Linked DNA regions of Hordeum vulgare: region 2 is linked to region 1. The links are chromatin contacts, called in public Hi-C maps. All regions are on one chromosome and are shown on one strand. Each heading gives the region's core, a stretch centred on a gene start, on an enhancer-like site or on the middle of the called end of the contact. The rest is flanking DNA. Distances are from core to core; before and after follow the strand shown. Region 1 has its middle 110 kb from the start of LOC123395877. Region 2 holds the start of LOC123398845 (serine/threonine-protein kinase STY8-like).

Evidence for each region. A called contact is a pair of places that touch in the nucleus more often than the background predicts.
Region 2: a Hi-C map of seedling shows a contact between it and region 1, with 3 times the contacts expected there. The contact joins the promoter of LOC123398845 here to the enhancer-like site in region 1. A contact is called at or near these places in 2 of 6 Hi-C or Micro-C datasets (leaf and seedling).

Annotation. Positions count from the first base shown.
Region 1 is chr5H:265,506,833-265,509,861 of MorexV3_pseudomolecules_assembly, forward strand. No RefSeq gene overlaps it. Among protein-coding and RNA genes, the nearest start is that of LOC123395877, 110 kb to the left of the region's middle. Within about 2 kb of position 1,464, at least 3 of the 3 cell types and tissues checked have open chromatin away from gene starts, as enhancers often do. A contact at or near this core is called in leaf and seedling, where this site is marked.
Region 2 is chr5H:265,650,956-265,653,712 of MorexV3_pseudomolecules_assembly, forward strand. It overlaps LOC123398845 (serine/threonine-protein kinase STY8-like), which reads left to right and starts at 1,408. Exons shown (of 16, transcript XM_045093292.1): 1 at 1,408-1,882; 2 at 2,587-2,701. The coding sequence starts at 1,647.

The DNA.
Region 1 (3,029 bases), core at 214-2,713:
ATCCATTTAATAGGAGTGTGGTGTCTTCTTTTCAAGTTGTTTTCATCTTATCAAGTTTTGCCTCTCTCTTCTATCGAGGTGTTTCCCAAATTTGTTTTGAATTCTTGCTTGTTCGTCATGCCATTCTTCATCTCTGGCGACCTTCAAGATTCATCGGTTTCATTGGTTTGTCAAGAAGCAACTAAGTTTTACCTCTTCCTTTCCACCTCCTCTTCCCGTTTTCATTCTTAGATCTCGGGTCCACATCTCTTGTTAGTGGAGGAGAGTTGCAACAGCCCGGAACCGACGCTCTGGAAGATTCCCATTTTATTCCGGTGTGGTCGTCTGATTCATCTTGTTGTCGCATTCATCATCACATCATTTGCATCATTTGCATCATCTACATAGCACCAACAGTCCGTTGCCATCAATTTTTTTGAAATTTGCATCTGTTGTTAGTTGCTGGTTCTGTCCATTTTGTCGTTGGTCGTTTCGGGACTAACCACACACGCGCGCGCCCGTGACATTGTTAAAATATGGTTTTTAAAAGTGTGTATAAAAATTTCTCGGAATGGGTTGAAAGTTCGTGTGTTGTCTTGTTTTAGTGTAGGTAGGACGTTTGCTAAATTTCATCGCAATCGGAATCTGTTTAATACCTGAACCGTTAAATGTATAGAGGCACTATAGCCGGTTAAAACATCGAAGGTTTTTGATATTTAAAAACTTGTCACGGGCTGCCAAACCCCCCTCTCACCTCAACCCACCCCCCTCTACACAAGCACTAGCCCACCTAGCGTAAGCCCTATCCGTCCGGAGCCATTAGATCGCTATCCTACGGCCCGAAAACAGACTAAAATCCTCATTTGTAGGCCCATTTGCTATAAATAGACTCCCAAACAGTGCAAACCGGGTAAACCCTAGTTCCACCTCGAACCCCGCGCCGACTAGCCACCTCTCCATTGCTGCCACCTGCCAAGTTTGCCTGCAGCTCGCCCTGGCCCTCCCGCGCCTCCGCCGCCCGAACCGCTCCTCCCTGCGGCCTCCCGCAAGAGCCCGAGCGCTGCCCGATCCACTCGCCTCCTCGCCACCAAGCCGTGACGGCTAGCGCACCGTCGACCTCGCCAGAGTCCGCCCTCGGCCAACGGAGCCCCGACATCATCAGAATGCGTCGCTACCTCGCCATACCTATGCTCGAGCAGCCGCCGCTGGAGATCGACACCCCCGCCGGACCTTCCCCCGAAGCGGGATCCGATGCCCCATGGTCGGGTCTATCATCATCCGTCCCATCGGCCACCGCCCCCTCGTCCTCGGCCGCCTCGTCACCCGCCAGCGCCCTAGCGCCCCAAGCTAGCCGTCGCCACGCCATGTCTCCCGTCTTGAGGAGCATCGTTGCCCTAGCCGCTCGCCTCGGCCGCTCCCCAACCAGGTCGAGCCTCGCCCCACATGGGCCACGTGCCTCCTCGCAGCCCAGCTCTGCTCGATCCACCGGCCCGCTCTGTCTTCGGCTCAGCAGCACTCGGCCCAGTGCCAAGCCCAGCCGTAACAAGCTCAAGGCCTTATGGTGAGCACCGCCATGCTATCTCACGCCCGAACGCCATTTTGCTATCTTGCGCCCACGTATGCACTATTGGCTCAATTGCAGCTCTGGTGTAGTTATAGTTTTTTTTCTACCTCTGGGAATTTCAACATTTCCATTGTATTTCATAATTTCAGAAAAGTGTCATAATTTCAAATTGCTCATAAATAAATAACCGTGGACCGGATTAAAATGTTTTAAATATTTAAAATGTGTAGTATTTTATGTAGATTAATAATTTCCAACTTTCATCCATGTTAAAAATATTTAAAATGTTGTTTGCATGAAATTTGCATAAATGCCATAAGATGCATAATTGTTATGTAATTTCCCCATAGTAAATACCCACATGTTATATATGATTTTGGCGTATAAAAATCCAATTAATTTTACCGTGCAATTAGTTTGTAATTTGAGCAAGTTTGTGTGCATGATATTTTGTTGTGATGTCTTTTTGGATTTCGTGTGATTTAATCCGTGCTTCAGAATTAAACAAACTTAAGATTAAAAGTGTTTAGAATTTTGTGTAGATTCATAATAGCCAACTTTCATGCATGTGTAAAATATTCAAACTTTCTGTTTGCTTAGTTCTGCGTAAATGCCATATTAAAATGATTTATTTCATAACTAAATAACCGTTGCTGCGATTTAAATAAACTTTATATTAAAAATGTTGTGCTTGATGTGTTGTACATGATTGTGGCATTGGCATGCATAATAGATTGCATCTACATGCTCATATCTCTGTTGCAAGTGTTTCGTGAATATGTCTAAACTATTATTTTGTTCGATTTTGCGTGGGTGATTGCATCTAGTTTGTAGGTCTTTTGCATATGATTCCTTCATGAGAATTGTTGTAGGATATGTCTACTTTGATTCAATGCATATGGTTGCCATGTAGATTATCATTAACATGCTCATTTGGTTCTCCCAAGGTGCTGTCATGTTAAAATCTGCAATCTGTTTTTGTGAAGTTCCATTTTGTGAAGCTCGAATTAAGCAAACCACGCCTCTTTTGATTTTGCGGAAAGGAGTAAATTGTAGTAGGACATGCCTAATTGCATATGTTTTTCTTGCTGTCAATATGCCTTCATGATAAAAATGCATTGCTAAAACTGATATTTCACTAAGTCTGAAATTGTGTTCAACTAGACATTTTGTGAGCTCGTTTCCTAGTGATCCATGCTTCTATGAAGAAGGTTGTTGTGAATCTTGTACACTATTGCCTCATCTCTTGATTGAGCATTTTAGATTCCTACAACTTGTTGTTTTGGTGTGTATAAAATGTCGTGTTCATGTTTTTGGGTAGATTATGTCTATTTCTTGTATTGGTTGTATTTGTTAAACCCTTGGTCCGATTTGTACATGCCATATATGAAACTTCCTTAAAATCTCATGTAGTTTCATAATATCTTTCTGCATCCATGGTTGGAATGCTCGTGGATGTCATTTGCATACATTTTGCATTCATGGC
Region 2 (2,757 bases), core at 158-2,657, 140 kb after region 1:
CGCTTGTGTTGTATCAGTTTATCTTCAGTGATCCATTTGTCTACTTATCTGTGTTGCTGTGAATGGAATTTAATAAAAGTTTCGCAAGAATTTTTGAATCTCCCATTCACCCTCCTCTGGTCGATATATTGCCGGTCCTTACAAAGGTGCAATCTACAATGCAAATACCTCCAACACTTGTAGGGTCATGTGCTCAAAGCATAGTTGCATTAGCGACATCTGCTATGCCCTTTAGTTTGTTTGTCTAGATCGTCTGAACTTCGTTTGATCGTCTCCCATTTTGCTGCAAAACTTGTATATTTTGCTCACGGATCAACACTCTAGGTCCAACAAGGGCATGAGACGTCGTGCTGTTTGAACTTATGTATACTACTATTATGCACCGTAAGTTTTTATCTGATGTGTTCTATTGTTTTTGTGTGATGTGGTGTTCTTATGTGATGTGTTGTTTTGTGTTTGTATGATGTGAAGTGTTGCAAATTGGTTGTAAAGCCACCACATTTTAAAGGGACGAACAAGACAACTACTTGCACACAGTCAAAAGTTATGTGTTACATGTGCTCATTTGTAAATCACAAATGCAGTCAACCAAACAACAAACCCTATACGGCCAATCAACACGAGTAAATGTTGAATTTTTGTCAGCATTTTCTTAAACAGGCCCAACTAATAAAACAAGGGAAAAGTTTACGTTCAGCCGACGGATCGCACGCGAGCGATCCGCCGGCTCCTCTGTACGAGCGTGTTTCTTTCCTGTAACTTTACCTGTGTTGTAAAATTTTCGTCCGCAAGAATACACACGTTGCAAAACATAAAAACGAAGAAAACGCCAAAACATGCGGAAAGAAAAAGCTGCAACAAAGCGATTGTTTCAGAAACTCGAGCGTTGTTTCAGTAATATTACCGGATGCCCAGCCGCAGCGCGCGGGAAGAAAAAAACTGCAACAAAGCGATTGTTTGAGAAACTCAAGCATTGTTTCAGGAATTACCGGGTGCCTAGCTGAAACGCGCGCGGAGAAAAAAACTGCAACAAAGCAATTGTTTCAGGAATTACCGGATACCCAGCCGAAGCGCGCGCAAAGAAAAAAAAACTGCAACAAAGCAATTGTTTCAGAAACTCGAGCATCGTTTCAGTAATTAGGCCAAAGCCCCGCGTGCGGATCGGATGAATGAGATCGGCTAAATGCACAAAATCAAACGGCTGTGAAGGTGACAGATCATTGAAAATAATCCGTCGATGGAAGCGTAGGGTTGCCCATAAAACAAACAAACAAACATGCAAAATTCCAAAAATAATGTAAACAACCAAACAGCCCATGAGTGAAGCCGGACGTACGGAGGGTGGGGCATTTCGTCGCCACGGAAAGACCATTTCAACCCTGGTATGGCATCAAATTTACTTCCCCACACCTCGCGCCTACTCACTCGAGCCATCATCGTCTTCCTCTTCTTTCTCCCCCTCCCCCACTCCTATCCTTCTCCCTTAAGTGCTCCAACTACCCAGTAGTGCCCACCAACCCGCGAACCTTCTAGAACACGCCGTCGGTTGAGCGGGACGGAACCCTAGATGAGCGCCGGAGCTTGGAGGGGACGGACGATGCGCGCCGGTTGACCCGCTCGGGCGGCGGCGGAGGGTTTGCGGGGGGATGGCAGTGGCAGCTGAGGGTGGGGGCGTGGAGGAGGGCGTGGGGGAGAGCTCTTCTCCTCCGCGTAGCGCGCCGCCCGCGCCTGCCGTGTCGGGCGGGAGCGGCGGAGGCGGGGGAGCCCCCCGCGACATCTGCACCCAGGTGTTCGAGCGGCTCGTCGCCGACGGCAACGAGGAGGCGGCAGGCCCCGACTTCCGCGTCCAGCTCGAGGCCCATTTCGCGCGGCTTCCATTCAGGTGATCGGTTAGCTCTGCCAATGTCACTCGGTAGCGCAGTTCAGATGGTTTTGGGCTTCTCTGTTAGGTCTCGTGATGGTTAATGGCTAGTATCGTGCTAGCATATAAAAACTGCTGCCCCGGTGACACTCGAGCTTCCAGTGTTCACTTGTGTTTCATTCGCTGGGAGTGTTGTGGTGTTGGACTTGTCTACGGAATTGAACCGACTCAGTATTTTTTTGCTCGGGGAATCGATCTGTTTACATTTTATCTACAGTAATGTCGAGTTGGACAATCAGCAGTCTTACTATGCTCACTCGATTTTGAACTGGCCTCCTCTGGGCTTAAGCTAAGCTTCGAGGTAAATCAAGTGAATATTACTGCATTCAGATCCTTATCTTCCAGAAAGGAGTTCTTGTTCTGGACGCTTGCCCTTTACTTGGCTGCTGGTCTGTTATGCTTCTGGTTATGTGGTATTTTATGTTCGTATAGAATGGATGAATTGTTGGTTAAATTCTTGTGTTATTCTCGTATTCACCATTTGCAAATCCTCTTCTCTGTGGGAGTTGTTCCCTTTTTTATACCACCACCTCATATCAGGAAATGAAGCTGTTGAGGTCATTATTTAGGATTCAGTATTCCTAGGCCAGTTAATTATTTCTTCTTTGTCTTTTGTACACTCATAGGGCTAATATTGGTTCATCTTTGTTTTTGTCATTCTGTAGCTATCAACTTGATATCAATGTCGACAAATCAGCAGATGTCTTGGTCCATCAGAAGGTCTTGGCGGAAGCAAAGGATCCTCTGAGGCGCCCTGCTTTCCGCGTCCGTTTCTTGAGGGTAAAGCTCTTATGTTGGTTGGATTTTCTACAAGCAACTAATTAGTGTTACGTGAC